Linked DNA regions of Mus musculus: region 2 is linked to region 1. Evidence: chromatin contacts called from public promoter capture Hi-C data. All regions are on one chromosome and are shown on one strand. The core of a region is the stretch at or near the end of the contact, and the rest is flanking DNA. Distances in the headings are between cores, read along the strand shown.

Evidence for each region. Capture Hi-C pulls out chosen DNA fragments and counts their contacts.
Region 2: a contact with region 1 is called in a promoter capture Hi-C map of liver. The contact joins two enhancer-like sites. A contact is called at or near these places in 1 of 15 datasets of contacts at CTCF or cohesin (the NIH/3T3 cell line), 2 of 484 Hi-C or Micro-C datasets (embryonic stem cells and nephron progenitors), 1 of 115 datasets of contacts at active chromatin or transcription factors (embryonic stem cells) and 4 of 9 other capture datasets (adipose tissue, embryonic stem cells, liver and 1 more).

Annotation. Positions count from the first base shown.
Region 1 is chr12:72,474,208-72,480,768 of GRCm38.p6, forward strand. Lrrc9 (leucine rich repeat containing 9) reads left to right here. Exons shown (of 32, transcript NM_001142728.1): 17 at 1,836-1,955; 18 at 2,996-3,187; 19 at 4,449-4,574. Among named protein-coding and RNA genes, the nearest start is that of Lrrc9, 36 kb to the left of the region's middle. Within about 2 kb of position 3,109, at least 13 of the 459 cell types and tissues checked have an H3K27ac peak or open chromatin away from gene starts, as enhancers often do. A contact at or near this core is called in liver, where this site is marked.
Region 2 is chr12:72,625,138-72,631,698 of GRCm38.p6, forward strand. It overlaps the pseudogene Gm4756. Among named protein-coding and RNA genes, the nearest start is that of Dhrs7, 36 kb to the right of the region's middle. Within about 2 kb of position 3,819, at least 4 of the 459 cell types and tissues checked have an H3K27ac peak or open chromatin away from gene starts, as enhancers often do. A contact at or near this core is called in liver, where this site is marked.

The DNA of each region.
Region 1 (6,561 bases), core at 1,859-4,358:
AGTTACTTCTTTGTTGTTTTATTTAACCCAAATATGTAAAATATTTCAACATGCAGTCTTAATTTTGAAGTGTATTTTCTACCAATATCATGTATTAATTCAGTCTAGCATTGTGTTGGGAGTTCAGTAGCTCCTTGAAGTGAAGTGGCTTTCCAGTAAGCAAGTGATTTTATTCTGAATGATAAGTAATCTCTCTTTAAATGATATAGGTAAAAGCAAAAAGTTTGAATCAGTTTCTAGGATTAAGCAACGAGTATATGACAGGTTTATCTTTACAGATGTATCAGCAGAATGTGAGTTACCAATTAAAGTGATATCGTACACTAAATCAACTCTACGTGAAATAGTAACCTCTCTGCATGTCTGACTTTGAGACTTATCATGTTCAAGTGCGTTGCTACCATGATTTCCAGACTACCATCACCTCTGACCTACTGTACTGTCATAGCTCCCTAACCAGGACTTCTGTACTCTGCAGTAGCAGTTCTGAAAACTCCAGAAAGTGTGCACTTTGTAGCCTGCTCCAGAAAGTGTAGCACATTTACAAGGAACAGAATCTTACTTCTCAAAACCTTAACTTGGGTATCTTGTAGGAGAACTTAGTGGCAGTCAGGCTGGCAGTGTGAAGATCCAGCAAGAGCTGTTGCAGTGGACCACAGAGGAGTTAGTCAGTTCGAGGCACTGGTGTGAATGAAGGATTGCACAGCGGGCATGGGAAATATTTCTAGAACCAAATATATATGGAAAGAAGGAAAGGGATGTTCAACAAAATAATGGATCTCTTAAGCCACAGACTTAAGGAGAAGATGATGAGTTCCATTCAGATCTATTAAATATGATGCATTTGTACAATCTATCAGTGAATTTTGGAATAGTGTGCACAACCTAGCCTTTCATGGCAGTTTCAGCCAATTTTGAATACAATTAGAAACTTAGTTGGTTCTCCTTGTGAGGAGCCCAGTTGCATGCACACCATTAAGATGATTGTAGTGTGTGACTATGGTTGACAGTAGATAGCTGAAATCATTGCACAGTACCACTTGTGAGGACTGTCATCAGCTAGGTGTACTGTTTTCTTGTACCATTATTTACTTCATAGTCTACCCACAGATACATCTTGTCTTTCACTTGATACAAATCAAAACAGTGAGCTTTGCAGTCGGAGAACCATGTAGGCATCACGAGCAGTTCTAAGTACAAAACTGAAATGTTTGTCTTGTGTGTTTGAGGATGAGATGAACAGGAACATCTGGGCCGATGTGAGATGTAGGTATGACCTTAGATGCCCACTCACCTTCCTCTTTGACATTCTGTTACCGCTGCCTCCCACCCCCCGTTTCAAGACCCGCAGATATTCTTCCTTGGTCCAATGGCTCAGTCAAGGGGCACACGTTCACCTCTTTCCCATGTGGTTTTCTGCCTCTGTTGTTCGCTGGCTAACCAGAGAAGCAGATCCTCCCAGTAAACACCCTAACCAATGTATTTATTCACTAAATAAGAATTTCTTGCTAATTATTAACAAATTTAGACCAAATAGGAAGTTATATTAATCACATACCAAGCCCAGCTATGTTACTACAAACTATTATTAACTTTCAACATCTCATAGCATATTTACTTACTGTATTAGCATTCTCTGAATGTTATTCATAACAATCATGTTCTCACTTTTGCGTTATTGTAGATGATTTAATTATTCTACCCTTGATCTTAGCCAAAAGGCTAAGAAGCATTGATAATTTTTTTTAAATATGTTGGCTACTAACGCCTACACCATGTCACAAAAAGCAATGAATGTATTTTGTTTTTCAATTCACACTTTATTTCGCTTCCAGAATCTGAATCTACACGGGAATAGCTTGAGTAAACTGAGAGATCTTGCCAAGCTAACTGGGCTTCGGAAGCTGAACATTAGCTTCAATGAGTTTACTTGCTTAGATGATGTGTACCACTTGGTAAGAGCTGCTCTTTTGAAATGTAAATGCCAAGTCAAAAGCATAGAAGCAGGATGGCAGCCTGGGCCTTGGGGGGATAGAGAGGAAATGTTGGTCAAAGGAAAGAAATGTTCAACTATGAGATGAATGTGTCCTGGGGGTCTCATGTACAGCACAGAGTAGTCACTGTGTCAGTTAGAAGGCCTTACTTATTATCTATTTTATTATTTACTATAAAACAACATTAAGATGCACTAAAATAAGCAATGCAAATGTATGAGTTGGGGAAATCTTAGGAGAGTGTGCTTACAAGGCAGCCTATGCTACTGAGAGCCAAAGCCCCTTGTGCAGCCTCCTCTGCCCTTTCCCCAGCTCCTCTCCCTGCACTCTCCCCTGGTCCTGCTCTCAGTCAAGTGCACACACTAACATAGTCGCTTGGCTTTGCCATTTTAAGAAAGGTGCACTTTATTGCTAGCAGCAATCATGGGCCTATACCAGGAGGCCTACTAGCTTTAGAAAACTTTGCATCTCTTAAAAAGAAAAAGAAAAGAAAATTATAGAATAAAATTCAATTTTTGTAGCTAAGGATATAATCTGTAATTGAAGCCATTTCAACAATATAACTAGGTATTAGGCATAAAGACATGTATTTTTGTGGATAATTGCAAGTTGTCTTGCAAGTCTGTTTGCCTGCCCTCTTGTGCAAACAAGTCCCTGCAGCTCTGTGTTCAGAGAGATGAGGAAACCTGTGCTATAGTCTCTGTAGTCTCTAAGGATTGGCTTTGTGTGTGTGTGTGTGACAGTGCTCCTCCATTATCAAAGCCATAATCTAATTGCATAACTCATCTAGAATCCTTGTGTTCCCCTAAGTTTACAAGAGCCAAGCCTGACCTGAGAATTGCTGCCATGACCCAGTGTGTTACCCTTAGGGCAGTGGGATTCTTGTGTAGGTTTTCTGTATATGTTATAAGAAAGCATGTGACATATTTAGAGAAGTGGGGGAAAGCACTTGGTATGCACAAACCCTGAGTTAGCATTGCGCCTGTTTGTATGCACCACAGTACAACCTTGAGTATTTGGACGCCAGCCATAACCATGTGATAACCCTAGAGGGATTCAGAGGCCTGATGAAACTGAAGCATTTGGACTTGAGCTGGAACCAGCTGAAGAAGACTGGGGAAGAGATCAATGTGCTGTGCAAACACACCACCAGCCTTCTCACCCTTGACATTCAGCACAACCCCTGGCAGAAGGTATGCAGCAGACAGCACTAGAAAAGCAGACACTCTGTGCAGAACCAGTCTCTGCCTCGCTGGTCAGTCCAAGCCAGAAAGAGGCAAACCACACCTGTTCCTTGTGCTTCCTTCAAAATCCTGGATAAGTGGGTTTAGACTGGTGATCTAGTGACACAAATGTCACTATAAGAAAAGCTGTGCTGTCATGTTTGTATGATACCTTGTAACCTGTGACAGTCTGAATGCATTACTGCTCTAAGAACGATTAAAGTCATTGTCATTTGCAAACTTCCAGAGAATTCATGTCAGTGGCTAGAATGCTTTTATAATGACACACAGGAGCCAAAAATAATCTGATTTAATAAGGGAAACACACTGTTAAGAAGGGAACAGCATTCTACAATGTGCTCTAAACTCTGGATAATAACATATAGGCTCACTTTGCAATTTCTATTATTTATTCTCTTAAAAATGTAGAAATCATGTCTCTTCATAAACCTAAATTATAAAATTATTTCCTTCTGTTATAGAAAGAAATTTGAATGTTATTTTTATTATTGTTCATGTTATACCTTTAAGGCTATCTCCCAGTATTTTAAATGAGCCCAAATTTATCATTTTAAGACTCTTCTTTCATTGCTTCTAAAATGTACATAGAGCCAGGCACTGCACTGGAGAGGCAGAAGCAGAAGGGTCATGAGTTCAAGGCCAGCATAGGTTCTGTAGTAAGACCACATCACAAGAATAAATAACTGACATTTGTGAGATTATGTTTAGTATTTTAAAGAATGAGTAAATGACTGGATCTATTAAGTGGGCCATATTACTAAATTTATAACACTGAATTTAAGATAGGTAAAGCAATATTGTTCTGTTCTGTTTGTTTTGTTGCCAAAGCAGATTTTTCTAATGGTCACCCTCTCCCTGTCAAGTTGGACTTCAATGTCAGGAGATCCATGCGGAGTCCAGGACGGAGCTCCCTGGCTTACTGCCCACTCAACAAGCATGAGTCTCCCTGTGGCTCCCATCATCCTTTCACCAGCCACTTTCCAAGAGCAGTGGGCTTGCATCCTGAAAATGGAACAGATTTATCCTTACATAATTTAATTCCAACTATTATTTAAAGAATTAAATCAAGTCCTTAGTTTTAGAAGCTAAGTAGTTTTCAAAGAGAGATAGACAGCTTTCAATTATATGGAAAAGAAGGAAGTGTTACTTTCCCGTGCCGTAATACATGTGATGTCTAATGAAAATTAACTTTTTGATATTTTTTCCCAAGCCAGCCACATTGAGGCTGAGTGTTATTGGCAGACTAAAGACTCTTACACACTTAGACGGCCTCGTCATTTCTGAAGAAGAAACCAGAGCAGCTCTGAAATTCATTAGTGGAACGAAGATTACTCAGGTTGGCATCACTAGGTTACTATTCCTGAGTTAGGTGCACATACAAATGATACTTTTCTGGTTTATTTTCTTTTATTAAGCTTGATACTCTCTCCTAGCATATTAATTTTCCTATACCAATGTGCCTCCCATACCCTACCCCCATAAACGAGAGTGGGCTTTATGGACTATCTTGGAACAGGCCCAAATGCCAGCCTTTCCCCCTAATATCTCTAGGGTAATTACTTTCTAATCCCATGAACTTCCTGAGTCCTTTCTAGAGGCTGCATGGTGATAAATAGTATTTGTGTATGCAGTAACCTTAGGAGGCTTTGAGAGAGCATTTAGTACACTGTGCAGTATCAGTATTATGTGTAACCTGTTAGCCTGCAGGGACAGAAATACCTGCGTTATACAGATAGAGAATCCTGCACTTTGGGTGCTGGGGTGTAGGTTATTACAAGCACTGTATCAGCTTGGGTTGGCCCTGGTTTTGATCCCCAACATTCAGCTCTATCTCGATCTAATTTCTTTCCATTTTTTCCTTTATTCTCCTCTCTTACATATGACAGCAGCTTCCCCTCCCTCTCCTTCCTCCAGTTCCCCTAACCCCAGCTCCCCTCAGCCCCAGATCCTAGGATACTTGAATGTTCCTTAAACAACATAACAGTTGGTTTTGGATCTAATCAAAATGAAGGGAAGAATACTTTTTTTTGATAAAAATACAATTAATGTATTGAGGAAGACTTAGAGATTTGCCCCAATAGAAATCAAAGACTACTAAAAGTTTTAAGACACTTAGCATCTCAGAACAAAGACCCAGCAGAGGCCCAGACCTCTGGGAAAGCTTGATAGACAATGGAACCACCTTTGCAGTCCGAAGCAGCTACTCAGTACAAAGCACTGGGGCCAATGCGTTAAAACTTCACTGCAGCGAACTGGACAGATGGCTCAGTGGTTAAGAGTACAGACTGCTCCTCCACAGGATCTGGGTTCAAGTCCCAGCACCAACATGGCAGCTCACAAATGTCTGTAACTCCAGTTCAGCACCGCAACACACACACACACACACACACACACACACACACACACACACACACACACACGTGTATGCAAGAAAAACACCAATGCACATAAAAAGAAATAAATCTTAAAAAAAAACTTCACTTCAAAAGACAAAAACCAAGAATGTTTTAGAACAAAATATCCATGTGATTTATCCTTGTGACTATGGATTTAGCAATTCTTCATAAGGAATCAGACCACAGGCATATCATGAAAGCTGGGGTTTGTCCATATAAAATTGGCGCAGCCTTTCCTTCAAGGATACGATAAGGAAAGAAAAAGGAAAGGTAAGTAGCGAGCCAGGGAAGAAAATCTACAACACAAATGTCAAACTATAGTCTCTCTCAATATCCCAGATGTGTACAGAAAAAGACAACGGAGGGAAAACAAACAAAACAAAACATGGAAGGAGTTTGAAAAGCATTTCACTGAAAAGGATTTCGGAACAGCCAACTAATTTATAAAACAATGCTTTATCATATTAACATTCAAAAAACAAAGTTCCAAACACAATAATCTGCCAATTAATACAGACTGACAAAAAGTTTAAGTTACAGCCAGAACATAAAACAGTAATTATAATTATTACAATTGCTTTGGAAATTTTATTTGACTTCCTACCTCTCTCTTCACTCCCTCCTCCTCCTCCCTTCCCTGACCCAACAAACTCCTGTAAATTTATATTCTCTGAAGAAGCCCTGTGTATACACAGGAGCCGTGCACACGGGCCCAAGGGTTTCCACAGTGGCGGTGTTCAATAGCCTTGGACTCAACAACAGTGTTCATGCTCAGCAGAGTCATTAAGAGGATACTATACAAGGCTTAGGGATGTAGCTCAGTTAGTACCCAAGTGTTTGTGCATCATGCAAAAGACCTTGAGTTCAGTTCTCAGCACCCCACAAACCAGGCATGGTGTGCACGTCTGTATCGCCAGCATTTGGGAG
Region 2 (6,561 bases), core at 2,569-5,068, 150 kb after region 1:
ATCCAACTTTTTAAGACACATGTGGCATGTGGGAGGTGCCTATGCGTGCACGCCATCAGGGAAGTAACATAAGTTAATATATCAAGTGAAATGTAATCAAGATCAAACATTATTTATATGTGTAACCCATAAAAGAGTATTGAACCAAAATTGGAATAGGAGGAGGATGCACCGCAAGGCTAGAGCAAGTGTAAGTGCACATGACGTTAACACAGGGTGCCTAACTGTATATAACAGGACGTAAGAGGCAGATAAAATAATACTCAACTGTCAATCACTCAAACAAACAGAAAAAAAAAATCAATAAAGAAATTGCAGTTAAGTCTCACAATAAATCAAATAAAACTATCAGGCTTCTGCAGAATATTCCACACACTAGCTACAGACTCTGTATGCTTATTAGGAGCCCATCATACTATCCACACACTAGCTACATTATCATACTATCCACACACTAGCTACAGACTCTGTATGCTTATTAGGAGCCCATCATACTATCCACACACTAGCTACATCATCATACTATCCACACACTAGCTACAGACTCTATGCTTATTAGGAGCCCATCATACTATCCACACACTAGCTACAGACTCTGTATGCTTATTAGGAGCCCATCATACTATCCACACACTAGCTACATCATCATACTATCCACACACTAGCTACAGACTCTGTATGCTTATTAGGAGCCCATCATACTATATTGAAAGCAGGTAACATTTGAGATCATTAAAGTGATCTATCAAAAACCAAAGACCTTAAATTTGTTTTCTTGTAATTTAACGTAACATAATGAAATAAAGCTAGAAATAACTAATAAGAGACATAAAGTAAAGGTGTGTGTGTGTGTGTGTGTGTGTGTGTGTGTGATGAAAGCAGATGTGAAAAGAATATAAGCTAATGGAAAAGTGGGAAAAGAAAGGGGGAACAGTGTGGGAACACAGGGAATACATTCAACATACAGCCTGTTGAATGAAACTCATTACCAGCATGGGCCACTGGTACCGGGGTCTTTGGTAGCAGTATCCAGAGAGAGGAGTGTGGCTTCGTTGAGCAGTAACAGGACAACAAATTCTCATTGCTGGAGAGTTAATCAACTCAAGCAAAAAAGTCAGTGATTAAAATAAAAAGAAGTCATCCAAAAATATATTCTGGGGGGAAACTCAGAATCAACTCAACTAAACAATGACTTTTTTTTTTTACCCGAGTCAGCTTTCTTATTGAACATGATTATGTTAAAACTCAAAAAACGGCAAAATAGCATGGTTGCCCCTTCCATGAGTATTTCAATAATCAAATTTGTATGTTATGGATAGGAGTCGATGTATTCTTCTTCTCAAGCAACTTATAAGTCATTTGATCACTACCCAACATTTGTTCCACCAACGCTGACAGAATGGGCAAGAATCTGTGAAAATAAAAATGAGAGTAGAAAGGTAGCTGAAACCAGAGACCTGGGAGGTGAGAGACTCTCAGGACTCAAGGGGGGCTGGAGGGGACCTTAGATGAAATGCCAGACAGTAGGGACAGGGAACTTATAGAGCCCAACCCCAGCAGGAAGACAGGGCATCAAGTGAGGGATGGGGTTGCCATCCCACAGTCACATCTCTGACTCATAATTGTTCCTGTCTGAAAGAATTACAGGATGGAAATGGAGAGGAGCCTGAGGAAAAGAAGGTCCAGCAATGGGCCCAAAGTGGGATCCAGCTCAAGGGGAGGACCCAAGGCCTGATACAACGACTGAGGCTATGGAATGTTCACAAAAAGGGACCTATCATGACTGCCCTCTGAAAGACCCAACAAGCAACTGAAAGAGTCACTAGCAGATATTTGCACCCAACCAATGGACAGAAGCAGCTGACCCCTGTTGTTGAATTAGGGAAGGCTGAAAGAAGCTGAAGAGTTGAGCCATCCTGTAGGAGGACCAGCAGTCGCAATTAATCTGGACCCCTGAGATCTCTCAAACACTGGACAACCAAACAGACAGCATACACCAGCTGATATGAGGCCCCCAACACATACAGTAGAGAACCTCAGGTTCTGTGTTCATTCAGAGATGATGCTCTAACCCTCAAGAGACTGGAGGCCCCAGGGAGTTTAGAGGTCAGGTGGGGAGGAGAGTGGGGATATCTATGTGGCAACAGAAGGTGGGGAGGAGGTGTGGGATGTGGAACAGTTGGAGGGTGGATGGGGGGGCGGGGAATAAAATATGGAGTGTAAAAATAAATTTAAAAAATAAATAAAATTGAAAAAGAAAGAGAGAGAGAAAGAAAGGAAGGAAGGAAGGAAGAAGGAAAGGAAGGGAGGAAGGAAGAAAGGTGGCTGAAAAGAAAAAAAAGGCAAGAAAACACTGCTGCTTAAGAGGTGAGACTATGCTGGGGCCTAACAAACACAGAAGTGGATGCTCACAGTCAGCTATTAGATGGATCACAGGGCTCCCAATGGAGGAGAAAAAGTACCCAAGAAGCTAAAGGGATCTGCAACCCTATAGGTGGAACAACAATATGAACTAACCAGTACCCCCCGGAGCTCGTGTCTCTAGCTTGCATATGTATCAGAAGATGGCCTAGTCAGTCATCAGTGGAAAGAGAGGCCCATTGGTCGTGCAAACTTTATATGCCCCAGTACAGGGGAACGCCAGGGCCAAGAAGTGGGAGTGGGTGGGTAGGGGAGTTTTGGGAGGGGAGGGTATGGGGGACTTTTGGGATAGCACTGGAAATGTAAATGAAGAAAATACCTAATTTAAAAAAAAAAGTGACAGACGAGGAGGTCTGGGCACATGTACGCACGCATGCACGCATGAAGCTCTGGAGCCAGCACGAACTATACAAAACAATCTTACGTTTTCCCTGACTTCCAAAGCTGGGCTGAGTTTGGATTCTCACTGCTGGGAAGCACGGCTGGTGTTGGGAATTGACTCACCCAGGCATCTTCTCTTCACCCGCTCCAGCTCCTGCGCCCTTCGGGCTGACAGCACCAGAGAGACCCCTAGTTTAGATAACTGGAAAGCTAGCTCCTCACCAATGCCACTTGACGCTCCAGTAACCCACACCACCATGCCAATCAGTGCCTGTTCTGCGGAAGAAAGAGGAGAGTTGGCAGGAATATGCATGGGATAGTGATGCTCAGATATCCCAGAGAAGCAAAACAGGAGGGGACACACACCTTTGATCCCAGCACCCAGGAGGCAGAAGTAAGCAGATCTTTGTGAGTTCAAGGCCAGCCTGATCTACACAGTAAATTCCAGAACAGACAGAGCCATGGACAGGTTCTTAAACAATTCCTCCAAGCCAGGCGGTGGTGGCACACGCCTTTAATCCCAGCACTTGGGAAGCAGAGCCAAGTGGATTTCTGAGTTCTTAGGACAGCCAGAGCTACACAGAGAAACTCTGTCTCGAAAAACAAAACAAAACAAAGCCAAAAATGCCTGCGCCCTTTACCCAGTCTCTTCGTCCCTAACCCTTAACCCTAGGAAAGGCTCAGGCTGGACCACTGAGGCTTTGACGACTAGAAGCAGCCCAGGAGGACCCTACCCAGCAGAGATCAGAACTCCCACTTGAAGCTGGAGGTCACAGAAGGTTCTCACCAGGACGCCGGCCCATCCACGAAGCCCACAGCAGCGTCAGGTCACTATCCAAGCGCAGGAAGCTCAGCAGCCCAAAGGCTGGCAGCAGCAGGGCGCACAACGCCAGTATCCAGAACTCGATGTCCATCGCAGCTAGAAAAAGGCAACTACAGCTAAATTATACAGCCCTGGACTCTGGCTCCTCTCGGGGTGCAGGCAGGGGAGGAGTGAGTGTTCTGGGTGTGCCAGGTCCACTGACTCTGTCCAGGGCTGCACTGCCTGGGTACTTTGGAATGAGCCATGCTGGTTCCAAGAGAACACAGACACTGAGTGGACTTTAAAAAAAAAAAAAAAAAAAAAAAAAAAAAAAAAAAAAAAAAGTTGCAATAGGAACAAAAAACAAAACAAAACAAACAAACCCAAAAAACTGAAATGTCTTTAAATACTTAGGGATACTGTCTCAGTGATCAACAGTTGTGAATTCAAGAAGGAGGGAAATTAAGAAAAAGCAAGAAAGTATTATTTCAACAAACCTAAAAGAAGATAGCCACATGAACAAAATTCCAACTCTAACAAAAAATTTACAGAAAACAATAATCACTTTTCCTTAATATCTCTTAATGGACTCAATTCCCCAATAAAAAGACATAGACTAACAGACTGATTATGTAAACAGGACCCAACATTTTGCTGCTTACAGGAAACCGACCTCAATGACACAGACAGACACTACCTCAGAGTAAAAGGCTGGAAAACAATTTTCCAAGCAAATGGTCCCAAGAAACAAGCTGAAGCACCATTCTAATATCGAATAAAATCAACTTTCAACCTAAAGTTATCAAAAAAGATAAGGAGGGATACTCACTTGATACTCATCAAAGGTAAAATTTACCAAGATAAACTCTAAATTCTGAACATCTATGCTCCAAATGCAAGGGCATCCACATTCGTTAAAGAAACTTTAGTAAAGCTCAAAGCACACATTGGACCACACACAATAATAGTGGGAGACCTCAACACCCCACTCTCATCAATGGACAGATCCTGGAAACAAACTAAACAGAGACACAGTGAAACTAACAGAAGTTATTAAACAAATGGGTTTAACTGATATCTATAGAACATTTTATCCTAAAACAAAAAGATATACCTTTTTTCTCAGCACCCCATTGTACCTTCTCCAAAATTGACCATATAATCAGTTACAAAACAGATACAAAAATGTTGAAATAATCCCATGCATCCTATCAGATCGCCACGGACTAGGGCTGATCTTTAATAACAACATAAATAATAAAAAGCCCACATACACGTGGAAGCTGAACAATACTCTACTCAATGATACCTTGGTCAAGGAAGAAATAAAGAAAGAAATTAAAGACTTTTTAGAAGTTAATGAAAATGAAGACACAACATATCCAAACTTATGGGACACAATGAAAGCATTCCTAAGAGGAAAATTCATAGCTCTGAGTGCCTCCAAAAATAATCTGGAGAGAGCATACACAAGTAGCTTGACAGCACACCTAAAAGCCCTAGAACAAAAGGAAGCAAATTCCCCCAAGAGGAGTAGACAGCGGGAAATAATCAAACTCAGGGTTGAAATCAATCCAATAGAAACAAAAGGAAATATACAAAGAATCAACAAAATCAGGAGCTGGTTCTTTGAGAAAATCAACAAGATAGATAAACCCTTAGCCAAACTACCTAGAGGGTACAGGGACAGTATCCTAATGAACAAAATCAGAAATAAAAGGAAGACATAACAACAGAACATGAGGAAATCCAAAGCATCATCAGATCCTACTACAAAGGGCTATGCTCAACACAACTGGAAGACCTGGATGAAATGGACAATATTCTAGACAGATACCAGGTACCAAAGTTAAATCAGGATCAGATTAATGATCCAAACAATCCCATATCCCCTAAAGAAATAGAAACAATCAGTAATAGTCTCCCAACCAAAAAAAAGCTCAGGACCTGAAGGATTTAGTGCAGAGTTCTATCAGGCCTTCAAAGAGGACCTAATTCCAATACTCCTCAAGTTATTCCACAAAATAGAAACAGAAGGTACTCTACCCAATTCACTCTATGAAGCCACAATTACTCTGATACCTAAACCACACAAAGACCCAACAACGAAAGAGAACTTCAGATCAATTTCTCTTTTGTATATTGATGCAAAAATACTCAATAAAATTCTCACAAGCCAAATCCAAGAACACATCAAAATGATCATCCATCCTGACCAAGTAGGCTTCATCCCAGGGATGCAGGGATGGTTCAGTATATGGAAATCTATCAATGTAATCTACTATAAAAACAAACTCAAAGACAAAAACCACATGAACATCTCATTAGATGTGGAGAAAGCATTTGACAAAATCCAACACCCATTCATGATAAAAGACTTGGAAAGATCAGGAATTCAAGGCCCACACCTAAACATAATAAAAGCAATCTACAGCAAACCAGTAGCCAACATCAAAGTAAATGGTGAGAAGCTGGAAGCAATCCCACTAAAATCAGGGACAAGACTGCCCACTCTCTCCCTATTTATTCAATATAATACTTGAAGTCCTAGCCAGAGCAGTTAGACAACAAAAGGAGATCAAAGGAATACAACTTGGAAAGGAAGAAGTCAAAATATCACTATTTGCAGATGATATGATAGTATATATAAATGACCCAAAAAAATCCACCAGAGAACTCCTAAACCTGATAAACAACTTCAGTGAAGTAGCTGGACATAAAATAATTCAAGCAAATCAGTGGCCTTTCTCTACATAAAGGATAAACATGCTGAGAAAGAAATTAGGGAAACAACACCCTTCAAAATAGTCACAAATAATATAAAATACCTTGGTGTGACTCTAACTAAGGACATGAAAGATCTGTATGATAAGAGCTTCAAGTCTCTGAAGAAAGAAATCAAAGAAGATGTCAGAAGATGGAAAGATCTCCCATGCTCATGGATTGGCAGGATTAAT